Linked DNA regions of Mus musculus: all the other regions are linked to region 2. The links are chromatin contacts, called in public HiChIP or PLAC-seq and promoter capture Hi-C maps. All regions are on one chromosome and are shown on one strand. Each heading gives the region's core, a stretch centred on a gene start, on an enhancer-like site or on the middle of the called end of the contact. The rest is flanking DNA. Distances are from core to core; before and after follow the strand shown. Region 1 has its middle 3.9 kb from the start of Cldn4. Region 2 holds the start of Tbl2 (transducin (beta)-like 2). Region 3 holds the start of Cldn3 (claudin 3).

Evidence for each region. Promoter capture Hi-C pulls out the DNA fragments that hold promoters and counts their contacts. HiChIP or PLAC-seq counts read pairs in DNA pulled down with a chosen protein or histone mark.
Region 1: a contact with region 2 is called in a FOXA1 HiChIP or PLAC-seq map of pancreatic cancer cells. The contact joins the enhancer-like site here to the promoter of Tbl2 in region 2. A contact is called at or near these places in 2 of 484 Hi-C or Micro-C datasets (both in embryonic stem cells), 3 of 115 datasets of contacts at active chromatin or transcription factors (embryonic stem cells, memory CD8 T cells and pancreatic cancer cells) and 2 of 9 other capture datasets (adipose tissue and liver).
Region 3: a promoter capture Hi-C map of liver shows a contact between it and region 2, with 2.7 times the contacts expected there. The contact joins the promoter of Cldn3 here to the promoter of Tbl2 in region 2. A contact is called at or near these places in 4 of 39 promoter capture datasets (embryonic stem cells, liver and stem cell-derived epiblast-like cells), 1 of 115 datasets of contacts at active chromatin or transcription factors (pancreatic cancer cells) and 1 of 9 other capture datasets (adipose tissue).

The regions. Positions count from the first base shown.
Region 1 is chr5:134,948,811-134,952,912 of GRCm38.p6, forward strand. No RefSeq gene overlaps it. Among named protein-coding and RNA genes, the nearest start is that of Cldn4, 3.9 kb to the left of the region's middle. Within about 2 kb of position 2,826, at least 104 of the 459 cell types and tissues checked have an H3K27ac peak or open chromatin away from gene starts, as enhancers often do. A contact at or near this core is called in memory CD8 T cells and pancreatic cancer cells, where this site is marked.
Region 2 is chr5:135,148,068-135,152,331 of GRCm38.p6, forward strand. It overlaps Tbl2 (transducin (beta)-like 2), which reads left to right and starts at 1,619. Exons shown (of 7, transcript NM_013763.3): 1 at 1,619-1,797. The coding sequence starts at 1,671.
Region 3 is chr5:134,984,680-134,988,622 of GRCm38.p6, forward strand. Cldn3 (claudin 3) reads left to right here and starts at 1,535. Exons shown (of 1, transcript NM_009902.4): 1 at 1,535-2,797. The coding sequence starts at 1,766. The coding sequence ends at 2,425. It overlaps Wbscr25 (Williams Beuren syndrome chromosome region 25 (human)), which reads right to left. Exons shown (of 5, transcript NR_026907.1): 5 at 2,754-2,911.

The DNA of each region.
Region 1 (4,102 bases), core at 1,576-4,075, 200 kb before region 2:
AGGATTACAAGCCACATATGGTGCTAGGCATGGAACCCAGAGCTTTGTGGATGCAGGGCCAGCACGCTACCCAACCGAACCTCATTTCCAACTCCAACCTTAAGTTTCTGTTCCCGGCCCTGCTTCCACTTCCCAGGTGCTCGATTCCTGGTGTGCACAGCGCCAAGTCCAGCTTAGTCTCTGGCTTAGTGGTTGTTGCTCTTGGTTTGGGTTTGTTTGTTTGTTTTGTGGTTTTTGAGACAGGGTTTCTCTGTGTAGCCCTGGCTATCCTGAAACTCACTCTGTAGACCAGGCTGACCTTAAACTCAAAGATCTGCCTGCCTCTGCCTCCCGGATTAAAGGCAAGCACCACCACTATCCCCGGCTTTGTTTTGTTTCTTAAAACAGCATCTTCGTGTATCTAAGCTAGCCTGGAACTCTATGTAACACCGACTGGCCTCAAACCCATGGCAATGCTCCTGCTTCAGTCTCCAATCTGCTAGGGTTACAAGTGTGTACTCCACTCTCTCGTGTTTCTCTTTGTACCACTTTTGGGTGAACACCACAAAGACCACAGCTGCCATAGATCTCTGAACTCCGGTCACTGCCCAGAACCCTATGTGCTGCCCTGGGCTTCCTGCCTGCCAGTCTGTCCAATTCCAACCCCAACAGATGCACAGTCTCTTTAAAATAGTCCTCCCCACCACCACTAATGTAGCCCAAGCTGTCCTCAGACTCTCACATGTTTCTTCTTCATCCTCCTGGGTGCTGGGATTGCAGGTGTGTACATTACTGTATACAACTGGTGCATAATCCCTGACTCTATGGAGCACAATCTGATCTTCCACCATCCCACGTGGTCTGTGAGCACTCAGTACTTGGAGTTTGTTGGAGACTGAATCTGGGCCAATACTGCGCTCCGGGTTAGAAGAACCAATGGAGCAGGGATCCCCTCTCATGTTAAGGCCGTGGAGACACACTTCCATGCCTCCTTCTGAGCTGGAGGCTCAGGAAGCCTAAGGCAATGTCTTATCAAGTTAAATGCTCAAGCTAGGCGTGGAGGCAAACTCCTATAAACTCAGCATTCCCAAGGAGAGGCGGGAGGGCTATCATAAATTCAAGGCCAGCCTGGGCTACTTGTCTAAACAATATTCCAAAAAAATAAAGTTCTCTTGATATGAGGGGTAATTCTAGTCCTGGGTAAGCTGAAGCAAGTTGAGACAGGCTGTTGGGCATAACGCCATCACCATCACCAAGGCGACACATCTCCAGAGTCTCTGTATATTGCCGACACATGCTTCATACCTCCTATAAGGCCTGCACTCAGCCGGGCGGTGGTGGTGCATACCTTTAATCCCAGCACTTGGGAGGCAGAGGCAGGCAGATTTCTGAGTTCGAGGCCAGCCTGGTCTACAAAGTGAGTTCCAGGACAGCCAGGGCTACACTGAGAAACCCTGTCTCAAAAAACCAACCAACCAACAAACAAACAAACAAAAACAAAAAAACAAACAAAAAAAAGGCCTGCCCTCAAGGTTTGGCCACCACAAAGCCCTTTCACCAGACTACAAGTCTGAGACAGCTTGGGCTCATAGCAGGACTCCATATTAATCAATGAATCAATAAATAATAAAAATAAAAATTTTAAAACTTGCCGGGTGTGGTGGCACACGCCTTAATCCCAGCACTAGGGAGGCAGAGGCAGGCGGATTTCTGAGTTCGAGGCCAGCCTGGTCTACAAAGTGAGTTCCAGGACAGCCAGGACTATACAGAGAAACCCTGTCTCGGAAAAACAAAAACAAAAAAACAAAAAAAACTTAAGGGCTAGGGATATACTTCAGTTGGTATCATGCTTACACATCATACATGATCCCTAGGTTCCATCCATGGCCCCACATAGACTAAACATGTGGGGCACAATTGTAACCCCAGAACCCAAAGGTGGAAGCAACAAGATCAGACATTCCAGGACAGTGTGGGGACCACATAAGATAGATGTCTTCAAAATCAACAAGACTGGGCATGATGGCGCATGCCTTTAATCCTAGAACTCAGGAGGAAGAGGTAGAAACAAGAAAAGAAAAGGGGGAAAGGAAAAAGAGAGGAAGAGAGACAGAAACGAGAGGAGAAGAGAAAGAGAAGAAAAGATGGGTGTGTAATCCATCTGTAATCCCAGCACTCAGGAGACAGAGGCGGGAGAGTCATGGAAGGCAGAGAGCAGGTGGGAAGGTCTCCATTAGGGAGTCCTGCACAAGCCAGAGGCAAGACCCTACCTCAAAAACAAACATACAAAAGCAAGTTCAGTGTTCAGGACTTGCACTTAGTAGGTGTGTGGAGGACGTGTGATTCAGGGTGCACTGGGCATCTCCTGTTCTCTAGCCACCTTCCTGCTCCTCCCCCAGGCGGGAACAGCTCAGCAACATAAACAGGGACAGTTTCAGCCTGGACCACGCCTTCCCTGGACTTTCCATACAAGGTTCTGAAGACTCTCAGAAGGCTGCCGACTCAATCCTAACAGATAAGCAGCAGCGCAAACCAGAAGCGCTTTCCTGCCCAAGAATGACCTCATGCCAGACGCCCAGTCACTCCACAAGACCCCAGGGGCACTGGCATTAAAGAGCGAACTGAGGCCCAAGGGGAAGCCAGCGCTTGCCTTGGCCGGGTAGGGTAGCCTTAGGCAGGTTTTCCTTCCCCATTGCCCCTGCCCGAGTTACCTTACAGGAAGCATGTGGCCAGACCCCACCCCCACCCCTACCATCTTGCCCTCCACTTCAGACTTTCGCCAAATGGCACTAAGGGAGCAGGGGTGGAGGAGGGGAAGCACACAAGCCCTAAAACTTTCCACCTGTATCCTAAGTGACTAAGAGGTTCAGCCATCCACACAGGAACAGGAAATAGGAAGGGCTGTGGTGGGGGTGGGGGAACAGGTGTTCGCGGGTCCCACAGGCAGAGGTGGTCAGCCAGGGAAGGGGAGGCTGTGGAGCCAGCCAGAGGTTAGACAAACAAAGCAGAATCCTGGGACAACATCCAGATCTCGACAGACAGGCGGTAGCTGGGCGAGACTGGAGGACATTTGATGGATCGCCGAGTCAGGTAGTGATGTTCCGCACACCCCGCCTGCCCCCGTACCCCGCCTGCCGTAGAGCAAAGCACCTGCTGGCCCAGGAAACCTTCCTGCAGCCTCCATGGCTCCCTGAACAGTAAAGTGGAGAAAACAAAAAATTCACCTCCACCCGCCCCACTCCGTGTGCCTGCCCTGATGCAGATGGCATGCAAGCCTTCCTCATGTGTCTGCAATTTGTGGGATGTGGGATGCAGATTGGTGTGTGTGTGTGTGTGTGTGTGTGTGTGTGTGTGTGTGCATGTTATGCTGTATGTATGTTATGTGTGTGCAGTGTGTGTGTGTATATGTGTGTGGTGTGGTGAATGTGTGATGTGTATGTGGTGTGTATGTGTGTGGTGTGTTTAGTGTGTGTATGTGTGTGGTGTGTATAGTGTGTATGGGTGTTGTGTGCATAGTGTGTATGTGGTGGGTGGGTGGGTTTGGTATGTATATGTGTGTGGTATGTGTGGTGTGTAGGTATGGTGAGAGAGAGAGAAAGAGAGAGAGAGAGAGGCTGACGGACTCTTGCTGACCCTCGAGCTCACCATTTGGCCAGGTTGGCTAAACAACAAGCCCCGAATCCTCTGCCTCCACCTTCCCAGTGCTGGAACTACAGGTCCCCCTAACTCAGCGCCTCTTGTTTGTGCAGCAAGCACTTTACCCCCTGAGCCAGCTCCTCAACCCAAGAGCTACCCTTGGTTCTGAGCCTAGGTACCGGCAGCCCTAACAAGGGGGAGGGGAACGTATCCTCAAAACCCCAAGGAAAGGGACAACAGTGACTAGCAGAGAAAGGAGATGTCCTTAGTGTAGCCACCCTGTGAAGAGTAACAGAGAGATCTGCTGACACCCCTGAAAGTTCACCCTTGGGGTCCAGATAAGAGGTTTAGCTTTGAATACAGGACAAGAGACAGGCAGAGCTGCAAGGGTCCCATACTGTTCAATACAGGGCCAAGCAGTCAGGCTTGGGCCCACCATCACCCACCCATCATCCTCTCAACTGAAAGTTGTCAACACCTTGTGACA
Region 2 (4,264 bases), core at 369-2,868:
ATACATACTCACAACCTTTTCAGGGACTAGATAATAGCCTCCATTGTAGAGCAGCTGCTTAGCATAATGATTGTCCAAGATTCAATCTCTAGCATGGCCAAAACGTAATTATATCTTTTTCGACATCCCTTTCTCTCTTCAGGCCACCCCCAAATCTAGGTACTTATCACCTCCCTGGAGGATTTTTGCAGCAACTTCCAGTTTATTTTGTAGTTGTTGTTGTGCGTCTCACATAGCTCAGCTTGCCCTGGAACTCGAAATGTATTCTAAGAAAACCTTGAATTTCTGATCTTCCTGCCTCCTACTCCCAAGTGTGGAATTATAGGCTATTACTACTACACCGGGTTTATGGGTTGCTGAAGGAACTCAGCTTTCTGCAAGCTAGTCAAATACTCTTCCAATGGAGTTACATCCCTAGCCACAACATGATTGTAAGTTTTGGTTTTGTTGTTTCTCTCCGCATCGCTGGGGAATCGAACCCACGTTCTTGTACAGAATTAATAAGTGATCTCCCTGGTTTGCTTTCTACCTTCAGTCTTTGTTCAAAATACTCCATGGATTTTGCTCCGGGCCTTCCTATGATAACTAGCGTGGTCTGATGAAACCAGTGTTCTAGGATCTCCAGTTCTTTCCGACCTTTCTAGCCGTTTCTTTTTCTAATATTCACAACCTCTCCACGACACCCTCGCTTTGGGCTTTGCGAGGCTGTCCCATACCAACGGACAGGGCATCTCTCTTCCCCAGCAGCGAAAGCACGGGTCAAATGGGAATAAGAACCTCTGCCCTGCCCCTTGGAAGGATCCAGTTTGGCGATGCTGCAATAAAACTTCTAATAAACGATCAAGATGAGGTGAGAGCTGGACCGTCTGAGTCCGCTACCGAAAAACTTCTTGCAGACAGCTTCAATCAAAGCTGTTCACCGTTGGGCCCCGCCCCTCAAAAACCAGTCCAATAGCCAGGCCTTGCCTCTTCAGGTCAAAAGCTAAGCCCCGCCCCTCATAAACTCAGACGGAAGACCCGGCCCCAAGGGGGATTCAAAAATCCAGGCCCCACCTCTCAGAGCACGTGAGCACTCAAACGCGCGAGGTTCCGCCTCCAGCACGAGCAGCTAAGTCCCGCCCCTCAGGTCGTGTCAACGGCCAGGTCTTGCTCCTCCTAACACTCAGACTACCAGTTCTTCCACCCCAAAAGACGAAAACCGTCAAGATTGGCTCCTCACGACGCCCCAAAGGCCAATCGCCGCTCCACAGTACTTGCAACTGTCCCCAGTCCCTCCAAGCGCGCCAACGGACAGGCCCTGCCCCACAGGGAACGGAACCTTCTGGCCCGCCCCTCGAGGCGCGCACGTCCCAGGCTCCGCCCTTATAGAGTTCCAACTGCCAGGCCCCGCCTCACAGCGCCCGCTAACGGCCAGGCCCCGCCCTCAAGGCGCTCAAGAGGCCAACCTCCGCCCTGCAGAGCGCTCCAACGGCCAGGTCGCTTCCCATAGGGCATCGTAACGACTAGGTCCCGCCTTCCGAGGTGCGCTTGGGACCAAGCCACGCCCCAAAGAGGCCAACGCTGGCCAGCCCCGCCCCTCGAGGCGCGCCAACTGTCCTCCCCCGCCCCCTCGTGCGCCGAGACGTGAGGACGCCGGCGTCGTAGGCTGAGGTGGCAGCTGTCCCGCAGTCATGGAGCTGCCGCAGATGCCGGAGCTGATGGGGTTGTCCCTCCTGGTGGGTCTGCTGGCCTTGGTGGCCACGGCGGCTGTGGCGCGGGGCTGGCTGCGGGCCGAGGAGAAGCCCAGCCAGCCCGTCTGTAAGTATACCGGGTCGGGTGGCGGTGACTCTGGGGACTTTGCTCCCGGCCGCCGCGTGGTACGAGGAGCGTGGAGAGTCACGGACCTCAGTTTCCCTGGTTGTGAGATGAACTTTCCCGTGTAGGTTTCGGGTTGCAGGTGCACCCCAGGGACAAGATTCTTTGGAACCTGGGAGCTGCGCTGCTACGTGGTCGGTGACTTTTCCTGGGACACCTCCCACCACCACCACCACCTATGTCCCCGGAGCTGCTACGAAAGCTCAGTCAGACCCCAGGTTTGCTATGTGTTCGTGTTCTTAGAAAATGGGGGTCATTTGAAAATACTCTTCAGCCAACTCTGACCGGCAGGAACGTTTTCTGAACTCCTGTTACCTATACCTAGCTTCGAGGTCTTTTTAATACGTTCAGTAACCGAGAAGCTTGTAAAAGTGTGGTCTACACTGTAGATCTAAATTGTAAGCATCTGAAAAGGCAAGCGAAATAGACATTGTATTAAATTTCACAAAGGAGTTAATACTATAAAAGGATCGAGAGTATGAATGGTCTTGCTGCTTTTATTTATTTATTTTTTAGGGAATAAAAGTTGGGGATTCCGGGAACTCTTCAGAGAGGGTAGGGAACCCATTGTGAGTTTCTGAGACATGGTTTCACAATGTTGTCCAAACTGGCCTTGAGCTCTGGTTATTACTGCCTCAGTCTCGGGAGCATTGGAGTATACAAGTGTGTGTGTGCTCCCCATACCTAGCCTTGTGAGGTGCTGGGTAGGTGAAACCCAGAGGCTCAAGCAAGTGCTGTTCCACGGATCTACACCCCCAAATCTGTGATGTGAGTTGTTCAGGGATGCCAGTGTAGGATTTTGCCTGGGAGGCCAAGGAAGAAAGAAGGTTCTTTTGTTTGTTTTGTTTTTTCGGGACAGGGTTTTTTTTTTTTGTTGTTGTTGTTGTTGTTGGGTTTTTTTGTTTGTTTGTTTTTGTTTTGGTTTTGGTTTTTTGGTTTTTCGAGACAGGGTTTCTCTGTGTAGCCCTGGCTGTCCTGAAACTCACTTTGTAGACCAGGCTGGCCTCGAACTCAGAAATCCACCTGCCTCTGCCTCCCAAGTGCTGGGATTAAAGGCGTGCGCCACCATCGCCCTGCAAGAAAGACAGTTCTATCAGCAGCAAAACTCAAGAAGACAAGGGATTCCAGAAACACTTGGAGGCTGCTTGGACATGGTGCGGCCATAGACCGCCTGCCTAGGATTCCCCTAGTGAGGGGTCAGGAACAGAGCTCAGGGTTAGAACTCTTGCCTGTGATACCGGAGGCACTGCATTTTATCCCAGTGCTGAAAGAATAGCAGTCCAGCATCTGGTTTAACGCTGAAGGTCACCATGAGCAAGTTCAATAATAAGTTTTAATTCCTGTAAGAATTAGGGAGCATCTACTGCTACCTAACACGTGTCAGCTTGGTGTGTAAACCTAGTTCTCCAAGATATGCTTTCATTTTAATTAACTATTTTTTTTTTTTTTGAGACAGGTTTTCTATATATAGCCCTGGCTGTCAAAGACCCACCCACTTCCCAAGTGCTAGGGTTAAAGGCATATGCCACCACTGCTCTGCTTTCTCTCTTTTAAAAATTTTTTTTCCTGCATATGAGTTCACTGTAGCTGTCTTCAGACACACCAGAAGAGGGCATCAGATCCCATTACAGATAGTTTTGAGCCACCATGTGGTTGCTGGGATTTGAACTCAAGACCTCTGGAAGAACAGTCAGTGCTCTTAACCACTGAGCCATCTCTCCAGCCCCCGCCCCCCTTTCTCTCTTTTGTGCATGTGTGAGAGAGAGAGAGATCCAGGTGGGGCCTTGAACTCACTATGTAGTCAAGCCTGACTCTGAACAACCTCCTCTCCCAGTCTTCCTGTCTCCACCTGCTGAGTGCTAGAATTATTTATAGGCAGCATACATCACCAAGCCTGGTCTCAATATCTCTTTGAGGAATCAAGATTTAAAGCAGTTAAATAACTTACCCAAGACCAGATCTTCAGATCCCCTTGTGCATATCATTCCCCTACTTGGGGATGCCTGACTAGAATTCACACTACACAGGCTAAGCCATGAACCCACCCAGCTGTCTCAGTTCAGAGAGATGCTATACACACTCAGAAAATAGCCTCTGTAAGACCACACTCATGAGGGCTGGGGATGTAGAACATGTGTTCTTCCTTAGCATGCACCAAGCTACAGTCTCAACCTTCAGAATGGCTTTAAAAATAGAAGAAAAGAATACACACTGATAAAGACTGAATTCAAAGTCAAGTCTGATTTCTAAGCCTTTTTTAAAAATTATGTGTATAGATAATTTAGATTTGTCTATAGATTTGTCCATTTTTGTGGAGATGTTCTTGAGGGCCATGGGTGCCATAGTCTCTAGAACTAGAGTTTTAGTTGGTTATGAGCCACCTGATTTGAGTGCTGGGAGCCAAACTCTG
Region 3 (3,943 bases), core at 285-2,784, 160 kb before region 2:
TTGGGTGCAGGGTTCCAAGCCACCCACACTGACCTCCAAATCAGCTGGGGAGGATCTCGGTGTGGTGCTTGCTGAAGTGCCATCCATCTATTAGGGTTTATTCCGTGCCAGGGACAGACCAGAGGCTTCGTGCAGGCTGGCCAAGCACTCTAGCCACTGAGCTCCATCTCCAGCCTCTGAAACTATGAAGCGAGGTCAGTGAGCTATGCGGAGAGCTGTAGGAGTGTCTCATGGAGAAAGGACCCCAAGCACGGGTCCTCGAAGAGGATGTATAGGAAACTAAACCAAAAGAGCTGTATCCTAGCTGAGGTGAAGGGAAGAGGCAACGGGAGAAGTCGGAGCATGCGCCACCCCAAGGTGTGCGGCAGGGGAGTCAGTGTCCGGAGGCAAAAGGAATTGGTGTTTTGGGGGCTTTTTTGGTGTTACTTTGTAGCTTGTTTGAGCCAGGGTCTCATGTAGCCCATCTGGCTTTGAATTCTCCGTGTCGCCAAGATGGTCTTGAACTCCTGCCTGCCTCCACTTTCCCAAGCTCTGGGACTACAGGCATGGCATGCTGCACAGGGCTTCTGCACAGGAGTTGTGAGACACAGTTTCGCTGTATCTGGCCTTGAACTCACAGCTGTCTGCTTGCCTCAGCCTCAGGCAGGAGCCAACACACCTGGCTAGACGTCTTTTTTTTTTCTCATGTGTATCAAATCTCTTTCCCACTGTTCACTCACCCTGGTACTCACTCTGCCCCGCCCCCACCCCCAAAGGAAAGAAAACAAGACTCCATCTAGAGAACCTCCGTGGGGGAAAGCAGCTTCTAGGTGGGCGGGCATTTGAGCTAAGCCATGTAGGCTTGCCACCAGCCCAGGTCACATGAGGGTGCTGGACAAGAATTTGAACTCAACACCGGTCCCTGAGGTGCAGAGTGGGCTCTGCAGGTGGTCGTTGTCCCTGGTTTCAGAGTTCTGTATATCAGGTTGCACTTGGACAAGGCCAGAGTGCTTGTGTCAAAGCCTGAGGGACTTGGAGCAGGTGCTACAATTCCATCCACCTACGGCGACAAACAGCCTCAGCCACGCCCCCACCTAGGTCCTCCCAGTCCGGGTTGTCCAGAGGAATTGGCCGCGCCTCCATCCTACGCCTCCCGCGCTAAAGAAGACGGAGGTGGGGGACAAGAGAGTCAAGCAGTTTACAATTGGTGATTTGCACTTCAAATCCTTGAAGCGCCCCTCCCACTCTGTATAGCTCTAGAGAATTCGTTATGCTTAAGGAGCTTGGGGAGGTTGGGAAGGGAGGGAGCTTAGACGACCCCGCCCTCCTTCGATACACACTCTCCCACCCCACCCCCACCCCCGCCACACACAACACATACACTTCAGCATTGAGGTTCTAGCCAAATCCTTTCTCCTATGGTGAAGGGGGTTGGGGAGGACGGACCGGACTGGACGGGACACACGTCACTGTCCCCTGGGCCAGAAGAGCGAGCTCCACCCTCCTCCTCTAGGCACCAAGCTAAGTCCAACCCACCCCATCCCAGAGCCAACCCAGTCTCAGAAGCCAGTCTCCAAAGCCACAGGCAGGTGCAGGGGCAGTCTCTGTGCGAGCCCCAGGAGAGGAGCCGTTAAGCGCGCTCCGTCCTTTGCCACCCACCCGTCGTTCCCGGCGACAGACGTCCGTCAGTTTTCGAAGGGCAGTTGATTCCCAGGTCCAGCGGCCGCGATCCCTGGTCTCCCAGTCCCCTGAGCTGCCCGGCCGAGCCGGTTCAAGTCCAGCAGCCATGTCCATGGGCCTGGAGATCACCGGCACGTCGCTGGCCGTGCTGGGCTGGCTGTGCACCATCGTGTGCTGCGCCCTTCCCATGTGGCGCGTTTCGGCCTTCATCGGCAGCAGCATCATCACGGCGCAGATCACCTGGGAGGGCCTGTGGATGAACTGCGTGGTGCAGAGCACCGGTCAGATGCAGTGCAAAATGTACGACTCGCTGCTGGCCCTGCCGCAGGACCTGCAGGCCGCCCGAGCCCTCATCGTGGTGTCCATCCTGCTGGCCGCCTTCGGGCTCCTCGTGGCGCTCGTGGGCGCCCAGTGTACCAACTGCGTACAAGACGAGACGGCCAAGGCCAAGATCACCATCGTGGCGGGAGTGCTTTTCCTGTTGGCGGCTCTGCTCACCTTAGTACCGGTGTCCTGGTCGGCCAACACCATCATCAGGGATTTCTATAACCCGTTGGTGCCCGAGGCCCAGAAGCGGGAGATGGGAGCTGGGTTGTACGTGGGCTGGGCTGCCGCCGCGCTGCAGTTGCTAGGGGGCGCCTTGCTGTGTTGCTCCTGCCCACCGCGCGACAAGTATGCACCCACCAAGATCCTCTATTCTGCGCCGCGATCCACCGGCCCTGGCACCGGTACCGGCACCGCCTACGACCGCAAGGACTACGTCTGAGGGGCCGGGTGCACGCAGACCGTACCGTCACCACTACCAGCAGTCGATGAACCCCACCCGTCCAGCGTGCAGCCTCGCGTCTGAGACCACCCCACCTTCCAGATGGTGACAGACGACACACAGTCTGCTTGCTAGGCTGGAAGAGGACAGACAGGCTGGCATCTCCCCTTCTCCGGCTGCCACCTGACTACCGGGCCTAGGAACTGTCCAAGCCGAATGGACAAAGAAACCTCGCCCTTCCCAAGAACTGGGCTGGGGTGGCCACTGCAGCTACTTGCCAGCCCCGCAGAAGCTCACAGTGGGCAGAGACAGGCAAACCATGAAACGGGCCATTTCATATTTTTCAATAAAAGTCTTTCGTTTTTTGCAGTCGCTGGAGCTTCCTTATCCTGAACGCCACCGCACAGGCTACCACCTCCCCTACGGGGCACCTGCTGGGGACTGTCCCTCGAATAGCCCTCATCACGGGCAGCGAGCTTTAAACAGCTTCACAGGTTGAGTAAGGAGAAAGTGGGGGTACACATGAGTTTTTGTGCTCACTAGGTGGGTAACACTTGGGAGATATCCCAGCACTGATCTCCACAGACCCTATGGCGAGCGAGGTTTATCTAGCAATCCAGCCAGAGGGCGTATGAGGAACTCTGCTGGAGAGGGGCAAGGGGAAGAACACAGGGACTCTTCTCTGGGACAGCCTAGTTGGTTTGTGCTTGTATCCACAGCCTTGCTCCGGGCATTTGGGGTAGCTGATGTGCAAGCTAAAGAATTACATTCTCTACCGAGATTTCATATTTGGAGACGTGGAACAAAAAGACCTATTGTTCAGACCAAATGCCTCACCTAAAGGACTGCCATTCAGACAGACGGTGGGGATGTGGCTCAGTGGTAGGACACTTGTGTAGCATGCATGGGGCTTGGGTTCCATTCCCAGCACTGGGAGTGTTGGGGGACACCTAAAAGGGACATTTGGCAAAGTCTTCTGACTTGGAGGTGGAGAGATGAGGGGAAAGGCCACCCCACCTTCTTCCCAGTGCCCTCAAGGGAGGGAGGGACCCAGCTTTAAACAATATTGAGACTGGAGGCACCTCTTGGACAAGGTAAAGGGAACTGAGGCGGGGCTCTTGGAGGGGGACAGGTCCCTGGCTTCCTAGGCTTTAAAAGGGTGACATCGTCTGGAAAGTGTAGGTGGAAATGTAGTTCAAGGTTGGCCTCTCTAACACTTAGAAATTTCTTTTCTCTTTCCTTTCCTTTTTTCTTTTCTTTCCTTTCCCTTTTTCTTTCCTTTCCTTTCCTTTTTCCTTTCCTTTCCTTTCCTTTCTTCTTTTCCTCTTCTTTTCTTTTCTTTTCTTTTCTTTTCTTTTCTTTTCTTTTCTCCTTTGAGACAGGGTTTCTCTGTGTAGCCCTGGCTGTCCTGGAACTCACTCTGTAGACCAGGCTGGCCTCAAACTTTCAGAGATCCGCCTGCCTCTCTGCCTCCCTAGTGCTAGGGTTAAGGGTGTGTGTCACCACTGACCAACTTCA